Regions from separate parts of the Mus musculus genome. Here region 2 is linked to region 1. Evidence: chromatin contacts called from public HiCAR-type data. All regions are on one chromosome and are shown on one strand. The core of a region is the stretch at or near the end of the contact, and the rest is flanking DNA. Distances in the headings are between cores, read along the strand shown. Region 1 holds the start of Lrp4 (low density lipoprotein receptor-related protein 4). Region 2 overlaps 1110051M20Rik (RIKEN cDNA 1110051M20 gene).

Region 1 (7,806 bases), core at 2,282-4,781:
ACGTTTCCGGTAAGTTTTATGGGTCTTTCTCTGGCTCTGGGTCTTTGCACATATCGTTTCTTCTGCCCCAGAAGACCAACCTCAGCTACTTATAACTCAGCGACTCCTTCTTCCTTTTCCTCTTTGTTGTGATCTAATCCAGTGCATCTTGAATGCTAGACAAGTGCTCTACCACTGAACCTTGCTCTACTCAGCCTCTCTGATGACACCTTAGGTATTAATACTTCTAACCTCCACATCTAAACCAGGTCTCTGTGTCATAGAACCCTGCATTTTTCTTTGATCCCTCTATTATTTAACTTTAAATTAATCTCTGGGATTATTCTTGTATTGCAAACAAAGCCCCTCAGGACCATTAGATTATAAATTCCAGAGATCCCAATATATCTGTTCATCACTGTCTCCATAGTACCTGACATAAGCCATCCTTAATAAATAGATTACTGTGGGAATGAATATGAAATAAGCCTAAGTTGGAAGATAGTTATAGGACCAGCCTTTTAGTGATTTACACTGGAGTCCAGGCTAGTCTAAGAACTTGCTGTGTAGCACAGATCAGCCATCAATTTGCAAGTCCTCTTACATCAGCCTCCCTAGTGCTGCGATAACACGCATAAACCATCACACCCATAGCACCTGGGGGAAAAAATCCAGGACTTCCCCCTCTACTTGTATTGCTTTCAATAAGATAGTGAGCTCACAAAGATGAAGAGGCTCATTTGCACATTTGAATTCTCGGTCTTGTAAAGGAGTTTCCCAAGCTCAGCACCACTTACTAGTTAGGCTGGCAAGTCTTCTTATTGGGGAATATCCTGTTCATTATAGGATGTTCACCAGCAAACCTGGCTTCACTTAACCCACGAGATGCTAATGGTACCCACTTTCAAAAATGCCTACAGCTGCTGCCCCATGCTTGCAAAGTCACTCCTGATTTAATGTCTTAAGATGTGAAGCTTCAAGCTTTTATCACTTTTAGAAGAATTGTACTTAGAAATTAAATTGTTGAGTGATGCCTGGGTTACAAGAATTCTCCTGCCCTAGTTGGATCAAAACCATGCCCCCTTCTAGCTTGTTTCCGTAGCACCCCCGTGTTTCCTTTGAAAGGGTCATTAGTGATGGTGTGGTGTAAGGCAATATTGTGATCGTGGAAATTCAGTTCCCTGGATTGTCCTAGAAGGATGAAGGAAAGGGGCTGGTGTTTCTGAGGAAACCAATGCCTCTGAGACCCCTCAGGAATTGGCAGTTCTCTACCAATTTTCTAGGGACATGTCCCAAAGGACAATAAAGGGAGACAAACAGCCCATTCTGGCATGGTTTTCAGGATCTCTCACTCCAAACAAGAAAGTCTGAGAGGCCTGGTAAAAATAAATATGGCTTACTCCTCCTGGCATAAGAACAGTCTCTGACAGCCAAGACTTAACTCACCCTAGGGGGTGACCCAGGCAAAGTTAGTTTCTACCCATTGATATTCCCAGGGATTCCCAGTGGCCAAGGATGGCTCTGACACCAGCACCATGCTGAAGCATGGCAAAGGGCTGGGGATGCACACTGAAAATGCAGTCTCTCTCTCCTCCCCCCGCCCCCAGTCAGACAGGGACTGCCAGTCCCCTGCTTCCTTTCCAATCCCTCGAAAACGACAACAATCATTCCTCTAGAAAGGAAACTGTCCTTTGCATACAGAGTGGAAACTGTTCATAAATTCTTAATCCCCTGATATCGAAAGAATGGGGACCGTCTGTCCTGGATTTTTATTTTTTTGGGGGAATGTATTCATTATATCGCATCCCTGGTAGTCACTTGGAACAAAATGTGGTCTCCAGAATCACAAGATCTTTTTCTCTCAGTTTAAAAGTCTTCCTAAGCAGCATGCATTGAAATCCTGAAGGCAATGGGGAATTGAATCAGAAAGGTAGGGGCAGTTGAGAAATTGGCCTTCACGTTTCTCTCCTTCTACATCAGACTAAAGTGACTGACCTTGCCACACAAGCCAGAGAAATCCACTCTTTCCTAAGCTCTCAACCCACGTAAACCTCATCTGATTCTACTGCCGCCTTCAGGTTCCAGGAAAAATTACACAGCCAGAAAATAGCTAGGCATTAGTTACCATGGTGATGCAGGAACTTGGTTCAACCAAGTTGCCACTGATAGATAGGCAAAAATTTCGGGGGTGAGGGGAAGGGGGGAACACCATAAAGCACAGAATAAATTAATGTCATATTTTTCTGTTATTGTAGCTTTCACAAAGTATGCTTAATGTTAGCTTTGGTCAAAGATGGCAATTTAAAACGAAAATTTTGAAAAATGGAAAACAAGCAAGGATGAAACGTCAACCTATCCATTTGGAGAAATTGCCTAATATCCACTTTGCACTATACCAAATTACTTCTCTCCCAGCTAAGTCCAGGATAAGATGAATGAAAGCCAAACAATGTTGGCAGGCCAGGTCTGAGGGGAAAGTAATATATCAGGCCCTAAGAAAGTTAGGGGGTGTAAGCAAAAAGCAACAAAACAACCTGGGAACACAGGAGGCAGCAAGATGAACAAATAACTACTAGTATTCAAGGGGCGGAGGGTGGGGAAGACCACAGAGATAACATCGAGAGTGGATTAGAAGTTTATGTCGTAATCCAAACGTTTCATACTGCTGGAAAGCCTTACAAACAGGAGCCGAAAGAAGGCCCAGGTCTTCTTGGCAGAGTGCAACTCTAAGTACTGACTTATTTCCTTACCCCCTACCCCTTTCTTGCCAGGATCAGAAAGTCAAGGATGGTGAAGGGGCTCATTCACAGACAGTATGGAGGAACTGAGATTGTCTGGGCCAAATCTGGGCATTTGAACTGGGGAGACAGGACCCAGACAACTTCACCTCAGGAAATGAATAAATGAAAAGGGGAGGTCGCCGAATTATTTAGCCCAAGAACAACACTGCCTAGACCGGGGGAGGGGCTGGGGTGCAAGAAGAAAAACTTCAGAATAGGGATTTTTGACAGTGAGAACACTAGTTGAGACACAACACTGTAGGCCCCCTGATGTCCCTTGTTTGGTGTCAATAAAGGCCGAGAGAATTATGCTCTAGCAAGCCTTGCATATTTTTGAAACATCACAATAAAGTCTGGAGTTGGAGCTGGTAGGGGGGCCGGGGTCACGCCCAGGCGACTTGGGTCAGCACGGGTGCTCCTCCCTAGTGTGGACCGATAATGAACCCAGGCTGAGAGTTGCCAGTACGATAATTTTCTGTTTAAGCTGGGGATATTTGAGTCGCAGTAATGGGGACAGATAAGGGGCTCTCTCCGGAAGGCTAGGAATGTTAGGGCAGACTGAGTAGGAGCTAAGGCGAGCGCAAGAGGCACAGGCGGGTGGGGTCCTGGGACTGGGGGGCGAGGGCAGAGGGCGGGAAGGGGCCGGGCCAGAGCCGGGGGCGGGACCAGGCGGGGTGGTGGTGGCGGGGGCCGAGACGCGGGAGGCGGGGCGGCCAGGCTCGGGACACCCCCTCCCGGTCCCCTGGCGGGGCGGCTTCAACTCCGGCAGTACAGGAGGCAGCAGCAGCCCGGAGGGCGACTTGCAGGGCGCGCCGGCCGAGCTGGACCCGGGACGCTTTTCAACCCGGGGGAACCCTCCGCTGATTCTCTCCGCCCCGGCGTCCCTTGGGAGCCCGCGGGACCCCCGGGCCGGCAGGGAACGCCGGCGGCGGCCGCAGCACCATGAGGCGGTGGTGGGGCGCGCTGCTGCTTGGCGCCCTGCTCTGCGCACACGGTAAGCGGCGTCGCAGCGCCCGCGCCGACCGGGCCACCGGGAAAGTTTGTCCCTGAGACTGGTCGCTGCAGGACTCGCCTCCTGGGAGTGGGACCGTGAGGCTGGGGCCTGAAGTCCCACCCTCGAGCTCACTTCGAGCACCAACCCTGGCAGAGCGAGCGGAGGAAAGCAATAGCAGCCCCCGCAGCTCTTCTAGCACGAGAGGGGACAGCGGTGGTGGGACTCGTCCCCGCTGTAGTCTGGGCCGGGTGGAAGAAGACCCAAGACGCTCTCTCGGCTTCCATCGCTGCTCTTTAACGAGCCAGGGGCGGGTTCCCTTTCAGGTTAAGGCAGGGCTTCTGTGTCCCTGGTGCGTGCGAATGAATGTGTGCAAAGAAAGGAAGGCGGGGAGGATGGTCGCTAAACCCATAAATTGTAAACAGTTCTCTTTCCAGGGACTGGGGGATCTTGGGTGGATTGCGGAGAGGGGCCCAGCTGAATCTGAGTTACTTGAGCATCCGGGATTCATGGACTTGGGGAGCAATTTCTCGGACTCGAAACCCTGCTCTCTCTGAGGGTCCTTGGTTCATACTTGCGTGCAGCATCTCCCCTAAGTGGAGTTTTGGGTTCCCTCTCCTGGCTGCGGCCAATCAGCTTCCTGCCCCGGATCCTCCCCAAGGGAGGGGTGGGGAACAGCGATGGAAAAGAGGTTGGGGAGGAACTTTGGGAAGAAACTGCTGGAAAGCTCCCTCAGATCGGTTCTGGCCCGGGTAAAGCGCAGGGGCGCGTTCTTTGGGAACTTCCAAAGGCAGCCTCGCGACCCGTGCAGTGGGGCCTTGGCCTCCGGGGAGCTGGGCGGATGGCAGCGGCACTGCTGCTTCATCTGCTCCTTATTAATAACGTGTTCGGTGCCCGGACGCAACTGTTATGTCTACTTAGGACTGCAGTGGAATCTGCTTCTCTGCAGCAGCTTGGGAACGTGGGTGCACCCGGAGATTTAGCAGCTGCCTCTGAGTTTGTGCCCAAAGATCAAAGATCGATCTTTGAACTCTCAACTATATTCACCCGCCGGCTTTTCCACGTGGGGGAGATCCAGTTCTTCGATTCCCTGGCTGCGGGACGAGGGGGTGGGGTTCAGAAAGAGCGGTCTGCAGATCCTGGCGATTCACGGGTTCTTTCTTTCACATGGAGGAGCTCGTGTGGAAAGTGCAGATTTCGGAACTTGCCTGGCAGGGTGTGGAGCTGTCTGGGCACTTGTTTTAAAGATTGTTTTAGCTCCCGAGTCCAAAACAAAGTTCTGGTGTCTGCTATTTAAACCGCTCGTGGGTTTTCAATGGCTTTTTCCATGTGGTATCTAACGCCGACCGAGTCTTTTCTCTCCGACTGGTAGTCTGGCCGACCCACGTTCCTCTTCGCGCCTCGTTCTCCCCCTCTCGGGCTCTCTCCTCGAAGGTTATTTGTAGCCTCTTCGGCGTGTTAGGACAGCAGCCCTACTGGGGTAGGAATGTAACTGTTCTTCCCACCACATGGGCCCCTTAAAGGGACAGCTATGCTTTTGGGGGGTTTCCCCCCTTCGGGTTTCAAGGGAAGGGGATGGAACTTTCCTCTCGGCCCCCTGGAGGAAGTTTTGAAAAAGATCAAGGGAAATAGCTAGGCACTAGGAAAAGGGGGGTGGGGTGGGGGCTAAAACGGATACCAACAAAGCCAAAGAGGAGATTGTCGCCTTCTGCCCCAGGGAAGGGGGAGCTGGAAGGTTCCGGACTGAGACTCGCCAAGAGGAATTCACTGCTCCAGAGCTGCTGTCAAAATTGCGTACATTACATTTGCAATGGAGGATGGGGGTGAGAACAGGAGCAGAGAATCGTGGATTCTTAATGTTTTGCAGTGGGAAAGAAAAAAAAAAAAACAACATTAGAGGGTTCTCAGTAACTAGTTGAGGTTCATTTTTAAAGGAGAAGGTTTAATAGAAATTTCTAAGTTGAGACTTCCTGTGCATACGGAGTAGGCAGAGGTAGGAAAATTTTGTGCTTTGCAGGGCTTAATACTGAGCCATCCTTGGTGACCTTATAGAAGACAGAGTCACAATGAGGTAGAGCAGTTGCAGAGTCTGTAACCACCACCCCCCACAAATCCCAGTAAGATCCCTAGTACTAAGTTCAGGTCCTGAAGAGGTGCTTCTGAAAGCTGCTGTGTGTTACTTACACAGACAACCTCAGCTAGGAGTGAATTCAATACCAGACCAAGGTGTTAGTTTAGATTTTATTGATCCTCTCAGGATTTCCCTAGAGCCTCTCCACTTGGTGTTAGCCTAGATCACAATCCACTGTTCAGAATTTAGAAGGATGTGGCCAGAGACATGGCTCAGCGGTTAAAGCACTGCATGTTCCTCCAGATGACCTGGGTTTCATTCCCATCTCATACTTGGCAGCTCCGGGATGTGTAACTTTGGTTCCAGGGAATCTGACGCCCTCTTCTGGCCGCTTCAAGTACTCCACACATGTGGTGCACAGCCACACACACACAAAGTGGAGGTAAAATAGCTAAGCATGGTGCTTATCTCTGTGATGCTAGCTAACACTTGGGCGACTGAGGCAAGAGTTGTTAAGCAAGGATGAGGTCAGTCTGGGTTGCGTAATTTGAAGTCATTCCAGACTAGACAGCAAGACCCTTTTCTCAAAAACAAAACAAAACAAAACAAACCACACAAAAACCTATTTCACTCCCAGCACTTAGTAGGTGAAAGCAAGAGGTTTAGAAGTTCATGGTTATTCTCAGATACCTTGTGAGTTCAAGGCTGGCTTGGGCTTCATAAGACTCTGTCTCAAAAACTAAAGTTAACAACAACAACAACAACAACAACTGCTCTTGTGATTTAAATGTTAAGGTTTTTGTAAGGAAGTGGTAGTAGCCACGGGTATTTTCATCCTGTGCGGTACGACTGGAGTGTATATAAACCACTTCACTTGGAATCTTTTCTAGGGAAGTGAACCCTGACGATCCTGGCCGGGAGTGCTCGCTTGGGTAGATAAAGACGTTTCTGAAGATGAGTGCAAAATAGTTTAGCTTAAGACTGGTCTTATTTATTTCCATGTGGTTGTTGTTGTGACCACGGTTGTCAAGGAACTTGAGTGACATTGCCCTTGATCTCTCGGGACTCAGGCTTCTCACTGATTCTGGATTTCCTCTTCTGTCCCCTGTTGGGTATCAGATGACATCTTTGGGACTGGCACCTAGTATTAAGAGTAACAGGTGCAAGGGAACTTAGTCAGGCCCTGTCTGACACAAAGCACGTTGGGCATGCTCGTCTTCCGCGCCAGCAAAGGACACCGGAGGTCACAGAGGACATGGTGCTTTGTAGCTCTTTGCATAGGCCTCCTACAGACTAATTGCTAGTGTTGGCCCCTAAGATGAAGAAGGGTGATAGAGTGTTGCTGCTGCTTAGAGAGATAACAAAGGGGTTCGTGAATAAGAACACAATAATTTCTGAGACTGAAAATGTACCTTGTTTTATTACATGGCCAGATCTCAAATCTAAAGTGAAGTTCCATGTCTTTGTTCAGCTGCTAGCCACCATCTCTACATTCTTTGGTAGAGTGTCACCATGTTTTGTCACAGATGCCTAGACATAGGGCATGTGAGTCCCAGGCTGTATGAATCCTGGTGGCCATCTTCTCCCCAACAGTGAATGTCTTCCTCTTCTTAGCCTTGTGAGTGGCCCAGGAAGGACTAGGTGCTGAGATTTAGTTGGCAGAGCCTGAGTTTGGCCCTAAAAATAGCACTGATGATCACCTATGCTTGTCCCTGTCCCTGGGGCTTAGAGCTAGTGTGTGGTCAGGCTCATTCTCCCCAGGACACTCAGGAACACTGCCCGAGCTGAGTGGTGCCCTCAGGCTCCTGTTCATCCACTCAGCAAACACCGTGTCGCACTCTCATCAGCCTGCATACCTAGCTCAGTATTTGAGAAAGCACAGGCAGGCTTGGGTTTAGCACCTGGCTTTGATACTTCTAGGTGAACTCATGAAAATACCCTGGCCCTTGCTTCAGGACTCGTATCTGCAAATGGGGTTGGAACTG
Region 2 (7,806 bases), core at 1,583-4,082, 130 kb before region 1:
ATGCCCTTCTGCCTCCATTGCTTCACAAAATACAGTACATATGACTAAGTCTTTCTTCCTGGAAAATTTCATTTAAACAATGATTTTAGAAATAAAAATAATGTCCAAACATGGAATTGTTGTCCAATAGAGACAAAAGCTAAAACAAAACCACTTGCTGAGATAGCACGGACTACATTCATCAGTTTCAGGCAGCTTGAGGCCAGAACATTAAATGATTAGAGTTAGTGGACCAAGGTGCTGTAGGTAATGGACTTCATAAGGACGGAACAAAGACTGTGCTTCTAACAAAGCTACTGCAGACCTTTCCGCTGCAGTGAGCACTGAGCAAGAAAGATGCTGCCCAGGAAATGAAAGACCTCAATCGTTCCTCTTCAGTGAGCGGAGCCCAGGAGGAGGGTTCCAGGGAGCTCTCTCAAACACTCTTTAATAATCCCATCCAGAGCCTTTGATTCCAGGAACATGCTGAAGAATAAACAGCCTATTAATCTGAGTTTGCTGGTGTGCCCGAGTATTCAGAGCAGCAGTGAACTAACCCCCTGGCTCTTTCAGGCATCCGACTGCACACCATTGCTGCTCCACTGCACAGCTTGGCTCCTCCTTCCACCTCTGCATGCAATTTGTCCTTGGAAAAGCTTCAAGGTTTGGGGGTCCCAATGGTTTCATCTAAAGATGGCCAGGCCAAACCCAGGGTGCAAAGAATGGAAACAGCGTATCCTTGTTTGGCCACCAGAAGGCACAGCCATGTGACCAGGCTCAAATGAGAACTGTGCGGGTAAGAAGACAAAGTCATCAGTCTGCCTCATTCTGAGCAAGCTGACAGCCACAGGCCTGGGAAAGGAAGGCACAGTTTCAATTGCTTCCTAGTCTTGGTTACCTTGGTGGCAGGACGGGCTCCTGTACGGGTGAGCTCTGGGCAGTCTGTGGAGACAGTTCTGGCAGCTCTGCTGAAGTGGACGTCAGTGAGCAAGGGCCCTGAGGTCTGCAGAAGTGCGGCACAAGACAGACAGCAACCTTTGCCCTCGTCCTTTCACTGAGTTCCTCTTTAAAAATAACCAGGGATGAAGCATCAGGTTCTTTTTCCTGTTTTGAGGGGAGTTACAAAGAGGCTGCAGTATGAACCTGACACAACAGAGCAGGCTCTCAGTTGTTCACACTGTGATGAGACTCCGATTACAGGCTAAGGATCGCCAGGAGGTGAGCAGAACAGGTGGCTTGTCTCATTGCTATTGACTTCATACAGGTATATGCCTAGTCATAAAGGTATATGCCTAGTCATAAAGGTATATGCCTAGTCATAAAGGAAGTGGTGGGACAGGTGGATAAGTCAGTATCAGTGTCACCCAACACACACACACACACACACACACACACACACACACACACACACACACATGCACACGCACCACACTTTTAAAATGCATATCCTTCTGACTCAAAATTTATATTATTAAGAAAACCACGTTTAATAAAATCTTCCTCTTACAAAAATAATTTCAGCCAGGCTGTATTGGTGATTCACGCCTTTAATCCCAGTACTTGGGAGGCAGAGGCAGGCATGTCTCTGAGTTCCAGGCCAGCCTGGTCTACAGAGTGAGTTTCAGGACAGCCAGGGCTATACAGAGAAACCCTGTTTTGAAAGGCAAAACAAAACCAAAAATTTCAAAGATGTGTTTCTACAGCAGCAGTTCTCAACCTTCCTTTAATACAGCCAATTCCTCATGTTGTGGTGACCGCCCCCCACCAGCCATAAAAATTATCTTCATAGCTACTTTATAACTGCAATTTGGCTACTGTTATGAATTGTAATGTAAGTATTTTTGGAGACAGAGGTTTTCCAAAGGGGTCTTGACCACAGCTCTAAGTCTTCTGACTCTGTTACCAGAGAGGGAGCTGCACCTTAAGAAAGAGAGGCGTGAAAGCTTAGGCTGCTTCTGTGACTGACTCCAAGCTGCTACAGAGGCTAGTGAGGTCACACAGCTCTAGGTCTGAGCTCCTCTGAGGTCATTTGTCAGAAGTGTGGTCTTAGGCCCTTGAAATCAGTGAGCTTCAATCTTCTCATTTACAAAATGAGAATATCCTCATGGGATGATTGTGAGGAGTATATAAATACACCCAAGCCATTCAGTATATTGCCTGGAACACGGTAAGTGCTCCACAAAACATCGCTGTGCTTAACGTTCTGACTTCTAATTATGGGTACAGCAACCAAACACGGATGTGTGGGAGATCCAAGTAGTGGCTGGCACATAAACGGCATAACATGGGGAAAGTCTCTATTGAGCTGAGGCGACCAAGCTCATAGGTGTTATAGGACTTTAGAAACAAAAGTTTGGTTTCCACGAGCTACTGGCTAAATGTGAGCTCACATGGTTGGAATAATGTGAGCTCAACGGCCGGATTGCCTGAGACCTCATTTTTGACTTGGAATATTCCCACCCCAGATTCTGGCCTTGCAGGCACAGCCCTTCTGTCTAGGCTGCCACCTGTTGAGACAAACAGATGCCATCTGAATGCAAGGGGGCTTGCAAGCATAGATCTGATATCAGACAGCCTTCCTCTGCAGCATTCCTGGGGTCATGAAATGACCAACATTCCTAAGGGCTGAATCTAACCCTTCTTGCCCTGTAATCGGGGCTTTATGAAACCGCTTCTTGTGATTGCCCTCGGTACCTCTTGAGTCTGTGAGGTGGACTTCATTAATATTGATGTGCTGTAGCTCGTTAACCTCATTTGATGTTTATTTACAACCATTCTTCTCATATGCTAATGAGTGACACTGGGCTCTTCAGATAGAAAGTGGGGAATGGGACTCCCTCTGCCAGCATCTCCTTGGCAAACTCCTGTCCCTTGAAACTGAAGTTTGCACAGAGGGAATGAGGCCAAGTGGAGAGAATGCAGTGGAGAGGACAAAATGATGTGAAAAGAATGTCTGCAATGTAATGGGGCAGAGAGAAGCCCAGCTGCTCGCCATGATGTGAGGAGGTTGGGTTACACCCACCCATGGGTAGCAAAGAGAAGCTGGTGGGATCTGAGGTTGCTGTAATGGACAGTTTGGCAGATTTGGGAGTTAGGGAGAGGAGTGGTGTCAAGAACTGAAGGCCTCTCTAGAATTTATCCCATCTTCAAATAGGATCTAAGAGATCAGCAGACGGGGATCTGGCTGAATTTCTGCCCAGCAGCCCTGTGCTTGTCACACCTAGCTTGGAGAAAGAATATTTCCAAACAAGCCTGTGAAACAGGCAGGTGCAGGAAACCATTGCTGTTTCTCTCCCTTCGAGTTACCCAGGAAAAGGAGACAACAGCTGGCTACACTGGTACGGAAGACCAAAGGGTAGGGGAACTATTTCTAATATCCTGTTGTTTCAGGGCTGCTAAGCCTAACCGGCCACAGGTCTCTCCCAAGTTTTACAGTGCTGACTGAGTGAGTCTTGAGCTGCCTCACCCATTCTAAGTGTTTGAAACTACAGAAGACAAATGGTGGGGGCAGGAGGGGACCTACTTCTGATGTATAAATGTGTGTAACACAAGCAACAACAGCAACATTTCCTAAATGTCCACTCCCACTCTCCTCTCACGCTGCCCGCTTTCTGTCACTGTTTAGACAATTATGCCTGCCCTGCCTTTGGGAACCGCACCCTCTTCTTTCTCCAGATCTGGCTTCTTCTTTGAAGCACTTTGAAGATCATCTCTACCCTTGATGTGCTGTATACGGCTGAAGAGGCAAGAGAAGAAAGAAACCTCCTACATTAAAGATTTAACCACATTTTATTTAAGCATGAAGTATTGGTTCTAACGGGTAGGTTTTATGTTTAAGTTGATTGTCTGAAATCTTTACCCCTTAGGGGACAAATTTCATCTTCTTTTAAGTTCTCTCTGAACTCAGTTCCTTTTAGAAGAACGTAATAATCAATAGCAATTTGCATCAGACCTGACAATCTGCAGCTTGCCTAGGCACAGGGAAAACAGCTCAGAAAGAGGAACTGACATCTACATGCTTGTTCTAGACCACAGGGATGCTCTTCAACCTTGCTGTGTCATCTTTACCCTCAACCCCATTGGATATGTGTTTCCTAGCTACATCCCAAACTATAACAACCCCCCCCTTCTTAATCACTAAAGAAACCATCTTCTGTCCTGCTGGAGGTAATACTGCCCCCACTGAAAATGCATGTTCTAGCTGAGTGTGGTGGCACAGGCTGAGATCCCAGTACTTGGGAACTAGAATCAGGAGTTCAAGGCCATACTTGGTAAAATAGCCAGTCTGAGTTGTGTGAGTCTGAGTTTGCTATGTCCAAAAATTAAAAGAAGTAGAGAAGGAGCCGGGAGAAGAGGAGAGAAGGCATGAGAAGAAAAGATGTTGGGGATCGTGCCTGCAATCCTTTCAAGAGCCTAATCCCAGGGGGCTGGAGAGACTGACTCAGTGGTTAAAAGCTCTGGCTTCTCTCCTGAGGACCCTGGTTCAATTTTGAGCACCCACATGGTGGCTCACAACTGTCTCTAATTTCAGTACTGGGGTATCTGGCACCCACAAATAGACATATGGACAGACAAAACACCAACACACATAAAAAAGTAAATTAAAACAACAAAAACAAACAAACAAGACCATAAGAGCCTAAGGCAAGAGAACTGCAGTGAGTTCAATGCCATCCTGGGCTAAAGAGTAAGGTCCTATTATCTGAGAGCGAGCGAGAGAGAGAGAGAGAGAGAGAGAGAGAGAGAGAGAGAGAGAATAAATATCTGACTGAGACTGAACCTAATATTCTCTCAAAATGAGCATCAATGACATTCTGTTCTGATGAGAAAGAGAGAGAGAGAGAGAGAGAGAAAGAGAGAGAGAGAGAGAGAGAGAGAAAGAACGCGCTTTGTATCTATCTAGTTAATGACAGCTCTTCCAAGAGAGAAATCAAAATCCTTTCCTTTCCCCTCCCTACACTGGGCCTGATCTAGCCACAGAATCAATGGCTACTTCTTGGCAGTGGGTTAGCTTTTCACAATAGTCCTATTTGAGGAGGTAATAGATTGCCAGACCCCTCAAAGTCAACAATATGCTCCCTTGTAAGAGAATTAAGTAGGATGGAGTTCATTATCTCATTAGATTTCTCCCGAACCTCCGTGGAGGCAGTGGTTGCTGCGGCTGTTCCCTTCCCACAGGCAGAGACATGGCGGCTGGGCACAGGCAGCTCACGTAGGTCACAGTGTGATCGTGCTTCAAGCAAACACCTTGCTGACCCCATGAGGTTGCTCTGGGGTTGTCTAGACCCACGTCCTCTGGTTCTTTCTTTAATATAGGATGATCACACTGACAGAAATGTGTTTTGAAGGTGTTGTCTCCACCAACACCGATTTCTCTCCATCTGCCAGGAGAAAGCAAAGGCAGGCAGCGCTAAGTGGGCCTCTAAGAACAGACATTATGCTGCATGTCTGTAACATCAGCATGCATGAAGGCAGGTGGATCTCTCCGAGTTCAAAGCCAGCCTGGTCTACAGAGTGAGTTCCAGGCCAGCTAGGGCTGCAGAGTGACGTCTGTCTCAAAAAAAAAAAAAAAAAAAAAAAAAAAAAAAAAAAAAAAAAAAAGGCAAAGGCTATCATGGTGGTGAAGAGAAAGAACTCAGGCTATTGTTCCAAAGGTCACTGTACACAGGAGCACAGAGGACTGTGTAGTGAGTACCCCCTTTTCCCTTTTCTGAGACAACCACTACCACCTTTCCACGACTGGGGGGAGAAGCACTGAACCAGAATGTGCACTCAGGAAATGCAAAAACCTGGATCAAGACCTCCCACAAACACTCTTCAAGCAATGAGAGATATTTAGCAGTCATGGGAACTGACCACCTCTTTAAAAGCTAGCCGCAAGTGAGTAGGAATTAGAGGTTAGTGAGCCAAATAAAAAATGCTATGTAAAAGGGCTCTTCTCTGTAAACTAGGCCTACAGAGGTTAGGCTTGCAGGGCCTTTAGTGTCCCAAGTAAATCAGTATGAGGATTCCCTCAAAATAAAATGCTATATATTTCTTCTAGAGAGTGATAATGTGTCATCCATTAAATAGATCTGTGCCTCATCCACTCTCATACTGACTGTCTATTCTACTAAAGATGAGAAAGGAAGGGCATTGGGTAATGCTGTTCATATGGCCAGACTTAAGTAATATCATCTCCAATACATGTGTCCTCATGTGATTTAATCCACACTGTGGCAGACGGCCTTTCTATCTGAAGACGTGGAGATGAGCTGGTGATGTGTTAAATGCTTTAACATTTTGCCAGGATCCAAAAGGTATAAAGACACCAAGGAGAATGTCAGAGTATGTTAGCCAGTAGTTTACTGTTTGTTTTGTAAATAACAAACAAATAAATCTTAAGGCAAAGCAAAAACAGCAAGAGCTCCAAATTTCTTATTTTGCCTTAAAGAAAATAAGTCAGAGCCAGGCAGTGGTGGCGCATGCCTTTAATCTCAGCACTTGGGAGGCAGAGGCAGGTGGGTTTCTGAGTTCGAGGGTAGCCTGGTCTACAGAGTTAGCTCCAGAACAGCCAGGGCTATACAGAGAAACCCTGTCTCGAAGAAAAAACAAAAATAAATAAGTAAATTAAAAATTAAAAAAAAATAATAAATTGGGACCTGTGAGGCAGCTCAGTGGGTAGAGACAGCTTAGTGTATAAAAGCTCTGCTGCTAAGACTAATGAACAAAGCTGAATCCAAGGACCCACATTACCATAAGGGAATGTCCTCTGACATCCACATGTGACACCCACCCCCCACCCCCCACATCTACACACAAATAAATGTAAGGAAGTTTGTAAAAGGGAATGTTTGAAAAGAAAAACATCTCCTACTGGCTGTTATAATGGGAACGAATCCTTTGAAGTCCTGGCTGTGTGAGGAAGGACTAAACTGAAGCACAGAGAGGAGGATCCTCTGCTAAATCCCAGGGATCGAGCACTGCCAGTCAACTGGGAAGCATGGAAGATAAGGCGATGGTACCGTGGGCCTCCCCTTCCCTTTTAAGACAGGGCCTCTCTAGGCAGCTGGCTGGCCTGGAACTTGCAGTGAGCCTCTGGCCACTGTGTGCTTCCTGCACGGCTCATGGCCACTCCTGATTATTAATCCCAGCAGCTTTTGTTCACCTTGTTCTGCCAATGAAACTATGTAGAGAGGTGATCTTGTCCAGTCCTGCTAGCAAAGGTCTGGTATTCTAGCTGCTTGAACAGGAGAATTTAAAGTTCAGCGTTAGGTACAGAATGAGTTCAAAACTACTTAAGCAAACTTAGTAAGACCCTGTTTCAAAAGAAAAAGAAGAGGGCTTGGGTGCACTCTGAGCCAGGGTGCTTGTTTGGTGCTTCTGTGAGGCTCCAGTTCGACCCCCAGTACTGACAAAGGGAAAAACTTAAATTCAGGAAAAGACCAATCTTCTCCATAGTCAGTAGCCAAAGGAAACCTTTCTACAAGTCAGGGAAGCCAATAAGAAGTAGGACTATACCTAGTGTTTTTAATCTGAAGTGCTCAAAACATTAGCCGTCATGAATACCCACTTCCCACTTCTGCTTCCCACCTCCCTGTAGATTGGGGAAGAAGAACAGATTTAGGGAAGGAGAGCTGTACTGCATCTCAGTCTCTTCCAGATCACAACTTGAGAACTCCCCAGAGGCATGGGTGGGGCTCCAACTCCTCCAAGCTTTCTGGCAAAGATCCCGTGCAGTCACTTCAGGGGTAGTTCAGCAAAGTTCCTCTGTGATAGGCCTGGATGCTGAAGTTTCTTCACCGGGCCAGGGGAGAAATGCAGAAGAGTAAAACGGCTTTCCCCCTA

Evidence for each region. HiCAR-type assays count read pairs that join an accessible place to other places.
Region 2: a HiCAR-type map of astrocytes shows a contact between it and region 1, with 14 times the contacts expected there. The contact joins the enhancer-like site here to the promoter of Lrp4 in region 1. A contact is called at or near these places in 18 of 39 promoter capture datasets (the C10 cell line, the HPC-7 cell line, HPC-7-derived erythroid cells and 12 more), 7 of 484 Hi-C or Micro-C datasets (bone marrow-derived macrophages, cerebral cortex, embryonic fibroblasts and 4 more), 28 of 115 datasets of contacts at active chromatin or transcription factors (the 230-238 cell line, astrocytes, bone marrow-derived macrophages and 17 more) and 3 of 9 other capture datasets (adipose tissue, liver and pancreatic islet).

Annotation. Positions count from the first base shown.
Region 1 is chr2:91,454,000-91,461,805 of GRCm38.p6, forward strand. It overlaps Lrp4 (low density lipoprotein receptor-related protein 4), which reads left to right and starts at 3,532. Exons shown (of 38, transcript NM_172668.3): 1 at 3,532-3,753. The coding sequence starts at 3,702.
Region 2 is chr2:91,327,694-91,335,499 of GRCm38.p6, forward strand. All of the region lies in intron 3 of 1110051M20Rik (RIKEN cDNA 1110051M20 gene), which reads right to left. Among named protein-coding and RNA genes, the nearest start is that of Arfgap2, 66 kb to the left of the region's middle. Within about 2 kb of position 2,833, at least 29 of the 459 cell types and tissues checked have an H3K27ac peak or open chromatin away from gene starts, as enhancers often do. A contact at or near this core is called in astrocytes, embryonic fibroblasts, embryonic forebrain and 6 more, where this site is marked.